Regions from separate parts of the Mus musculus genome. Here region 1 is linked to region 2. A link is a contact called in public HiChIP or PLAC-seq data. All regions are on one chromosome and are shown on one strand. The core of a region is the stretch at or near the end of the contact, and the rest is flanking DNA. Distances in the headings are between cores, read along the strand shown. Region 1 overlaps Ptprn2 (protein tyrosine phosphatase, receptor type, N polypeptide 2). Region 2 overlaps Ptprn2 (protein tyrosine phosphatase, receptor type, N polypeptide 2).

Region 1 (4,676 bases), core at 2,172-4,671, 110 kb before region 2:
CTTCCATCCTAACTGGGTGTTTCCACACATGTGCTATTTGGTCAATCAGAAGTACACATGACTAGCCACCTGCACTGACTGTGGAGCCCGAAGGACCCTGTTACTACACAGAAGATGCAGGACTGATATCCTGTTGCGGTTCTGGAAGCACTCGTGGTGGGGTCCCGCCAGCTCCAGCTTCAGCGCCTACTGGGGAAGGGCCTTCAGGATGGCATTCACCTCCTCAGCCACAGCTGTCAGCGCAAACTCAAACTGCTCCTGAGGAAGAGACAAGTGAGAAGGGACAGTGAGTGAGGAACATCTTCTTCCAAGCCCAGGGCAAGCCTGGATGAAACAGTTTAGGAAACAGATACTGGTCACAGGTATCACCAGAAGGAGGGCTCTCTGGTTGCTAGTCTAAGTTGTGTCCTTTGGATTGGGGTGTGTGTGTGTGTGTGTGTGTGTGTGTGTGTGTGTGGTGTGGGGGAAAGCCTTGCTCCTGATGATGGAGGGTACTTCTATAGCTACAGTGGGGTCAGGAGTCACCAGGTAAGGCTCTACATGTCTTAATGGCAATGTCTCACCACAGCCAAGTGCTTTGGTAGATGGGGTGGGAGTAGGTGCAAATGCCAGCAGACCACACTCTATTGCAGCCACAACCATAGCTCTGCTGAAACGGGGTGCAATGGCTGCTTCTAGTTAACAGGCTATCTCCAATTCAACTCTGTCCTCTCTGTCAGGGAACCTCCTGTCATCCATGGAACTCTTAAGACAGTGACTCTCATATCCATTCACAAATGGAGAGGAACATGGTCCCCAGCTAAGGAGCAGCCATGGGAAGATCAAGGTGAGGACAGTGGTTGAGAGGGGGCTAGCCTGTCTCCTTTTAAGGTCTGATGGTCAAGATCAGATGTTGGGTGGCTATCTTCCCCCTTTTCAGCCTCCACATGAGTCCTTGCAGACTCCGTGGCTCAGAGCTCTGGAAGCACCAGCTACTGGTTGATCACACTGCAGAAGTCATGGGCGTGATAATTTGTGCATGCCCTTATCTAGGTAGCAGTCACAGACTGATTGAACAGCTCTCTGTATAACCCTACAAACTCATTGCAATGCCAGCATTAGTGTGCAATCAGAACCAGACCCCACCTTACCATGGATTCATATTTGGACTTTTAGTGGCCTGGGGCTAAGTCTGGTGCCAGCCACACTTACTGCTCTACTATGGTGTTACCACACATTGACCCCTCCCGCATTGACCTCTGCTTTTTATATTGAGACAGGGTTTCGCTTTGTAGCCCAGCTGCCCTGACCTTCTTGACTCTTCTCAGCTGAACAATGGCTCACTGGTTATGTATACAGCACCTTTGGCTGTGCCCACAATTGGAATTTATGTTCAGCAAACGTCTTAAAAATCAGTGGAAGATGCAGCTATGGAATAAAACCCATGATGGGTGAGTAGAGACACCAGGAAAGGAAAGAGCAAGCATCTCCTGCTGTTGTCTGAGTGGGTGGGAGATGCCAGAGCAGGATCAAGGTCCATGAAAGAGCAAGAGCCTCCTGGTGTTGCCGGAGTGTGTGGCAACAGAAAGAACTCTATTCACTCTGAACCAAGGAATAGTTTTTAAAGCACCTAAATTCTGTTTACAGAAAGCAGAGCCTACAGTCTCTCTACAAGTCTTCCAGCTTGGCCCTGCACCTGGAGAAGCTCAGACTGGAGAAGGTGTCACTGTGACTCTGCGTCACCCATGTCATTGCAGGAGCAGGTGTCACTGTCTGTGTGTCACCCCATGTCCTTGCTGGGGCAGAGTTCACCGTCTTGCTGGGGTAGGGAGAAAGCCTGCACACCTCTTACCTAGCTGACCTGTGTGACATGGAAGGACACTTGTGTAGTCCAGGTGAGCTGCTTAGATAGGACTCTGCCATCACAGAGTAGCCACATACGTGACCATGACTGTGTTCATGTTGATGGCCGTGGTGGTGTGAAGATCACAGAGCAGGGTGGTGGCTATTCAGTTGTACTTGTGCTTGCATTTTAAAGCATTCGCTTGAGTGGTTGCTATGACAACCGTCATCCCGTATTCTAATGAGAGCTTCAGTAAAGTGTGATACCTGTACCTACAACCTTGAGCTCCTCAAGCCAACACAGGAGGTGATTCCCAAGGAGGCTCTCAAAAGGGATCTAAGACCCAGTGTCTTTCTGTGTCCCTGCTGCCCCTCTTTGAAGTGCTAGATCAGCCCCTTGGTCTAATGACAGAGCCAGGAGAAGCGGGGATGGCCATGAATAAATAGGTCATGTGTGCATGAATAGGTCAGGTGTGGACTGAGTCAGGCAGACAGACAGAATCACAGGAAGAATGACAGATGCGGAGAGACAGAAAGATGGAGAACGAACAGATATTCTGAGAGAGAATGGAGAGACAGAAAGAGGGAGTGGAGGGAGAGAGGGAATAAGGGATGGAGAAAAAAAGAAGGAGGCAGACAGACAGGCATGGGGCTCGGGAGATAGGGAAGGGAATAACTTCTCTAGTCTGTGGGTGAGAGAGTGGGCTGGGTCACTTCCAGGTATGACACATACACCTGATTGAATCATCACTTCTTGGTCCAAGCTTAGCCTGGAAAGGTGGGACACATCTGAGCCCGGTGCCCTGTTTCTAGAGCCTTGGAAATGCATAGGGCATAAGGAGGATGGACTTGGGGAGCAGAAGTCGAAGGTGAGAGGGCATTGGGCACCATGTACTCACACATCCACATATATTCATACACTGATACACACCCATCACACCCTTCCATATAGAGTAACACCACACACATGTTCACACTCACCCACACTCACTCTCTGTCCCCACACACTCATACCTACTCCCACATACATTTGCAAGCACCATGCATTCACATCCCCCCCAGTCACCCCCACTCACTCATGCACACCCTTCCATATCCACACACACTTGCACACACTCACTCACACATCTACATGCATCCATGGGCAATCCCGTTCTCTCTCTCTCTCTCACACACACACACACACACACACACACACACACACACAATTCGGGGAGTCCACTATCGACTCCTCGTTTGCATGCTTTTTGCACACACCCTTGGGAGTGCCTGTCTTGTTGAGCGCAGCGTGCGTGCGTGCGTGCGTAGCTCTGGGTTATAGGACTGCTTTCTCTAGAACTGATGAATGTAAAAGAGGAAATATCACAGGGTGTGGTGGCACTGGACGCAATCCTTCCACTTGGGAGGCTGAGGCAGGAGGAAAAGGGCAAGGACAGGGTGAAAGAGAGGGGAATGCTTTAGTGTGTGAGAACAGCCCAAGGAAACCTTTCCTACACACAGTTAACCTACACTAATAACAACAACCAAATTAAGCCAAAGCCACGGGATGGAAAGTGTTAAGGCCTCTGGTTACTATGGCAACTCTTCCAGGCCCTGGGGAGGGAGGGGAGGCTGTGTCCATAGCAGACACAGCTGAGGTAAGGATTAGCCTGAGCCCCGCCTGGATTCCCTGTTTGCAGCTTTCCTGACACCTTGCCTCCCTTCTCCAAGGTTGGCTCCTTTTGTACCTGTCAGAATCCTCAGCCGCTGCCCTAGGTGGTGATAAGGGGCTCTCGTCTTAATCCTGGCTAAATCCTCATAGGCAACCAAGCCTTTGTGTGTCCTGGTGTTTCTTCTCAGTTCATGATGCTAGGGCAGGCATTTGTTAGGTGTTTGCTGTGTGTACGACAAGCCTGCGTTTCAGGAAGAAAAGCTGTTACCCTACGACTCACTTTAACGAAGAGTATGTGCTGTCAGGAGTCTCCAGTCCACTCAAGCTCTTGTGTCAGTCACTGGTTGTTACCCTTCCTCTGGTCCAAATGGTGGAATCTGATCAAGTACCTTCACATGAATTGAAAGCCCATGCCTGCCTTCAGCTTGGGTGAGGAGCATGGCTCTGTTTGTCCCCAGTTATTTTTCTGTTTTTACAAAACCAAAGTGCAATGAGCAGCCCAGTATCATAAGGTGAATCTGGGGAAAGCGACATAAATGTGAGAGGACTGACCTTTGTGTTGCCATGGACACGGGAGCAGGTTTCCACCTCTAAACATCCAGCCTGAGGGAGGGGACAAATCCTTGTCACCATCCACCAGAGAGCAGGCCATGTGGGTGGACTTGGTCCCTGAGCCTTGTGTCACCCTGAGACACAGCTGGCTGCAGGGATGGAGCACTTGGGTTCATAGATATGTAGAAGTAAACACACACCACAGTGATAATCAAGATAATTATTAATATTGTAATAATCAGTAGAATCATCACCATGGCCACAAAGCACCGAAGCTTGGGCTGGTGCTGCGTGCTGGGCCTGACTTCAGTAATCAAGCCATGGGGGCTGGTTTTTGGCAATAAGATACTGATATCAGAGAGCCAAATGGCTAGCTTCTGTGATGTGTTAGGCAATGCTCCTGATTCTTGTACACGCTTTCCCCTGGGATCACTGCAGATCCTCATATATCCAGCTGATGTTTCGGGCACTCCCAACTTTCTGGTGGGGAAGAGGTCTGTGAGGTCCACAGAGGCACAGATGGAAGAGACTGGCTTGTATTTCTGGTGGAGTCCCTGAAGCAGAGTGTGGCTCCAGGGTCGGGATTCACTTTCTATTCCTGGCTCAAAGTGTCCCTGACTTTCCTAGCATTGCCAGCCTCTGCCCTGTTCTG
Region 2 (4,499 bases), core at 1,339-3,838:
GCCCTGAGGACCTAGCATCCTGTATTGATGGTCTTGCTCAATAGAATTTCTGGGTAAATTCTTACTAGTTTATGTGACATTTTTTTCCAGGCTGCTTCTTCAAACGTCTTCCCCCCCCCCCCTTTGGCTTTGAAGCAAAGCTATGTGCCATGTGCCTGAAATACCATCCTCAATTCATTTGAAGTTGCCATTTCTTTATAAGAAAAAGATCATCCTGACCAGGCGTGTGACCCTCCTTCAGAAAACCAGAGGTTTTCTCCATTCAGTGATGATGATAAGAATTTTGAAACAGGACCAAAAGCTGTCTCCTCATCTCTTTTAAGCAAAGGGGCTTTATACATTCTTCTCAACTAGCCATATGTGGCGGATGCAGAACAACCACAGAGCAAGGGGCAGCCAGCTCAGACCAGCTGAGGGTGACGCCTGGACAGTCACTGCCCGTCCTGAGAGAGCCCGAGAGCTTGCTGAAGTAACTTCAAGAACAGATCAGACAGCATTTGCTTTATATACTGTGTGATGTGAATTACTGATAAGACATTAGACACCACAGACATGTGGTTAGAAAAGACAAAAGATTCAATAAATTGGAGAAAACCTTAAACTGCATATTGATTAAATTTTTAAATGTAGCAATCAAGTAAGTAATTTTATAACCCTAAATAGAATAATACATTTAGAGTTAAATGATATTTTATATTAAAAATTTGAACTCCCTGACTTCTATATATTTTGGGCTTGCGTTGCTGCTGAGTGGAGTCACAGTTTCATTTTAGCAAGTCATTCATTACGAAACTGTTGATTATGCCCCTTGTGTTTTGACTCTGGCACTCACACTTCTCCAGGCTTCTGTTCTCCTTCCAGGCACGTTGGGTGCCTGTCTGTGTTTCTAGCACACATAGCACACAGCTGCCACTGCTGACTCATGAAGACATATGCACTCTACATTCCATTTATCAGTATTAGGTTTCACTTTATCCAAACAATAGCAGAGGGTGGCAACAGATCAGGTCAAAAGATCCCTTCCTATAAGACCCCCAAGGAAGTTGATGATTTAAGAGCCATCTTCACACATCTACACAGCCAATCCATCTTGCAACTGTGGCGTGTTTCATTAATAGTGACCAGATTAAGATAACAGACAATGCATAATTCATGTACTGTACTTTTTCCACATTTCTAATTAGCAACCCACTTTCTACAGCTAATGTAAGACTACCCAGAAACGGTGTAAGATTAATACAGAGCCATAAAATTGTGGTTGCAAGGTATTTACATGAATGCTAATGAGAAGTTTCAAATTGTCATCATAAAAGAGCCTGTACTGTGACTTCATGAGGGAGTATAGAGGGTGAGAGAGGGGACAGACTGCCCTCCTCCTTCACTCTCAAATCAAGTTTGGCAAATCCAAGGAGAAAACTTTGAAAAGTTTATTTTTACCTGGTAGGCTTCAGTGGCATCTGCACTGGGGTCAGCGCCTAGTCCAGACAACTTGTCCTTCAGCTTGTAGTGTGAGTTGTGGCGGAGGCAGTAGGCAAGGCTGGAAGCCAGGAGAACCCCCAGGATGCAGGCAATGGAGAGGAAGGTGAGCAAAATGAACTTGGTAGAGTCCTCTTGCTCTTCCTGATGCGGCAGGAGTTTGAGCTTTCCCTTCTGCAGGAGGAGGAGAAGAGGGAGGAGAACAGGTTACTACTCAGGGGACCTTGACTCCAGCAGCACACCCCCTCCAGACTTAGTGCAGCCTCAACATGAGGGGGCTGTGCAGGGACACACGTGCAAAGAAGTTCCAACACCATACCTCCAGACCGAATTTCTATTAAGCAGAAGTCAAGAGTAACCCCAATAGTGGCTGTTCTTCAAACTTAATAATGTAAAGTATTTGGTACCCAACTTGCTGCTTTAAGTAAAACGAAGTGTACATCATTCCTAATCAGATACAGATTTTGTCCAGAGCATGTAATCCAGCACATGCTTGGCAGGAGGTGGGTAAAATATTAACAGAACTAAATAGTCCCCAGTATCAGTAGAATGCACTGGCCAGAGTCATCATAGCTCTGGGACATGGCTTCTTCTCTAGAAGACATTCTGTGGGTTAATGCAACCAGCTCTAGTCACTCTCTATAAGCACAGACTCCAACTACTGGTACCTGAGTATTGTTCCTTCAAAGGGGACAAGGTCTTTGGAAATAGATGATTGGGAAGTTCACTTTGCATCTTGGGGGAATAGGTGAGAAAATCCTCTCTGTCACTCAAATCCAGGGCAGATAGCCAGACAGCGCCCCCCTCATTAGCTTTATTAGGAGGTGTATTAGCAACAATTAAACACGCCACAGGAAAATGGAAGGGCCGCAGGCAAATCGCCCACGACTCCCGGCCAGCAACCCCCACAATTACTCGGGAAATGAATGGAAGAGCACGCCCCTGCCTCCGTCCTGGTTGCTACAAGAGGAGAACAATTAGCAAACTCCTTTCCGCCACCTAATTTCGCGTGGTAACAAAATGGATTTTTCCCCATGAATGCCTGGCCGGCCTATTCATTATCTCTCTTCTATTAGTAATTTTCTGCTCCGCTTTCAGCCTCCCAACTCTTCGTTTCCTCCAGTCTCTGAGTGTACACAGTGTCTCTTATGTCAGGCCGGGCCCATTTTTATCTTGTAATCATAAAGGCCACCAAAGCAATTATCGCTAGTCTTGACTGGAAAAGCTGGTCATTAATTAGCCTGCTTTTGCCTTCGGTGCGCGGATTAGCGGGCGCTGGGACCGAGTTAATGGAAACGCGGGTTAAATGAGAAAAGACGCCGGGATTTCCTGCCTGGATGCGCGGCTTGGTTCTGCTTGGCTCTGGACCCAGGAGGTTCCTGGACTTCAGTAATGGATGGAAGAGAGGAAGGGAGGGGGCTCCAAGGCCTGGCAGAGGGGACCTTTGGGAGGGGAGCAGGAGACCCGGAGCAGGAACGTGGACACCTCTCCCAGGACTGAGTGGGCGACACCCTTGGCTGCTGCGAGCCAGCAGCATAGAAGATCCTGCACAGGGGAAAGCTGTGGAACCCTTCCCTTCCTCCTCTTGGCTTCCTCCCGGGTCCCCTCCTCTTTTCACTCCCGCCCACCCCACAGGAGAGCTTCTAGAAAGAAGTCATTCCAGAGTCTCCCGCCCCTCCCCCCAAGTCAGCGAAGTCCCCATCTCAGTTTCTAAGCTACACTTCTTTGCCCCAGCACGGGCAGGAGCATAAACCACACAAATAACCCTTTCGGCCAGGGTCTCGGTGGCCCAAATGGCTGTCCTCACATGACTGGATGTAGTTCGCACAAGAACAAACCCTTTTCCTTAAGTTCCTGGCCAGTGGACCTCCGCACCATTCGCAAAACGGAGCTGTTCACTCCCCAGGGTTCAGTGTGGTCCCAGGTATGCCAGGGCGGGAGCTGGTCACACTCTGCCGGATCCATGGCTGCTTTCCCACCGCCCTTGCCTGTCTAGCCTCTTCTCAGCAGACCACAACAAAGGCAGTGGTGGGATGGCAATGGCAAGGACACCTTACCCATCTCCTGAGCTGAGGGTCCCTGAACCAAGGCCCAGCGTAGGCTTTGGGCGGACCTGCACGCCACGTGGCGCTGGAAAAGGACCTCCTTAACCTGGCTTCAGGCACGAAATTCCTCGGCTTCAGGTTCTCAGATAACTCTAAGTTACCAGCCATGCTGGGCCATGGTATATGACAGCCCATCAGTACACTCTGCACTGTACCCGCGCTTCCACAGGGCTGGGAGCACCAAGCGATCAATGGTCCGTAGTATGAACTCCGCCTGACTGACAGCACTGCCAGGTGACAGACACTGGGCACTCTGGAGCCACAGGAAGAGGCAGGTGATGTTCCTACAAGTGAACGGCGTGGCAACCTGCGGGGCTGGCTGCAGGGCAACCAGTGAAAAGCCCAGGTGCCCCAGCTTCTTTCTCGGTTTTATTTTAAACCAGTTGGTTGCTGGGATTTTTCTCAGAGGCTGAACCAAATTGTCCGGGCAAGAGCAGAGACTTCCTTCTCAATGGGCTCCTGTGGGATAACTGAAGAGGGCAGGGCCAGATTACTCTAGGCTCCACCCATCTCTGTGCCCCTGAGTAGTCCAGAGGAGTGGCTGGTGACCAGGATTAGTGTCAGCTGTACTCCTGCCCCAGAACCCCACCAGATAGGAGGCTCACACCACTGGCCTATGGGGTAGGAGTCGGGGAGGCACCCAGATCTGAAACTATGGGCTTCAGGGCCTGCCTTGGTGTAGGGCACCCTGGAAGGTTGGCAGAGTGGAGGTTGAAAGGAGTGATGTCTGACAGAAGAGGGTAAGGTAGATGCTGGATCAAGGGACCCCCACTTCGAGTCAATATATATCTAATATTAAGGTCTGAATTTCAACTGACTGATGGCTTCTCAAACCTGAAAATTTATCTCTTAGGGGCTCTCTGCCTGACAGTAGCACCAAAATGCCCTGACCTGAGGGTTGAAATGGGTGGGGTGGGG

What was found. HiChIP or PLAC-seq counts read pairs in DNA pulled down with a chosen protein or histone mark.
Region 1: an H3K4me3 HiChIP or PLAC-seq map of embryonic forebrain shows a contact between it and region 2, with 2.3 times the contacts expected there. The contact joins two enhancer-like sites. A contact is called at or near these places in 1 of 39 promoter capture datasets (hippocampal neurons), 2 of 484 Hi-C or Micro-C datasets (cerebral cortex and stem cell-derived neural progenitor cells) and 8 of 115 datasets of contacts at active chromatin or transcription factors (craniofacial prominence, embryonic basal ganglia, embryonic forebrain and 5 more).

The regions. Positions count from the first base shown.
Region 1 is chr12:117,272,141-117,276,816 of GRCm38.p6, reverse strand. Ptprn2 (protein tyrosine phosphatase, receptor type, N polypeptide 2) reads right to left here. Exons shown (of 23, transcript NM_011215.2): 23 at 1-258. The coding sequence ends at 187. The region is part of intron 1 of Gm5441 (predicted gene 5441); the gene reads left to right. Among named protein-coding and RNA genes, the nearest start is that of Mir153, 24 kb to the right of the region's middle. Within about 2 kb of position 3,421, at least 29 of the 459 cell types and tissues checked have an H3K27ac peak or open chromatin away from gene starts, as enhancers often do. A contact at or near this core is called in embryonic forebrain, where this site is marked.
Region 2 is chr12:117,158,745-117,163,243 of GRCm38.p6, reverse strand. Ptprn2 (protein tyrosine phosphatase, receptor type, N polypeptide 2) reads right to left here. Exons shown (of 23, transcript NM_011215.2): 13 at 1,438-1,650. Among named protein-coding and RNA genes, the nearest start is that of Gm10421, 9.7 kb to the right of the region's middle. Within about 2 kb of position 2,588, at least 25 of the 459 cell types and tissues checked have an H3K27ac peak or open chromatin away from gene starts, as enhancers often do. A contact at or near this core is called in embryonic forebrain, where this site is marked.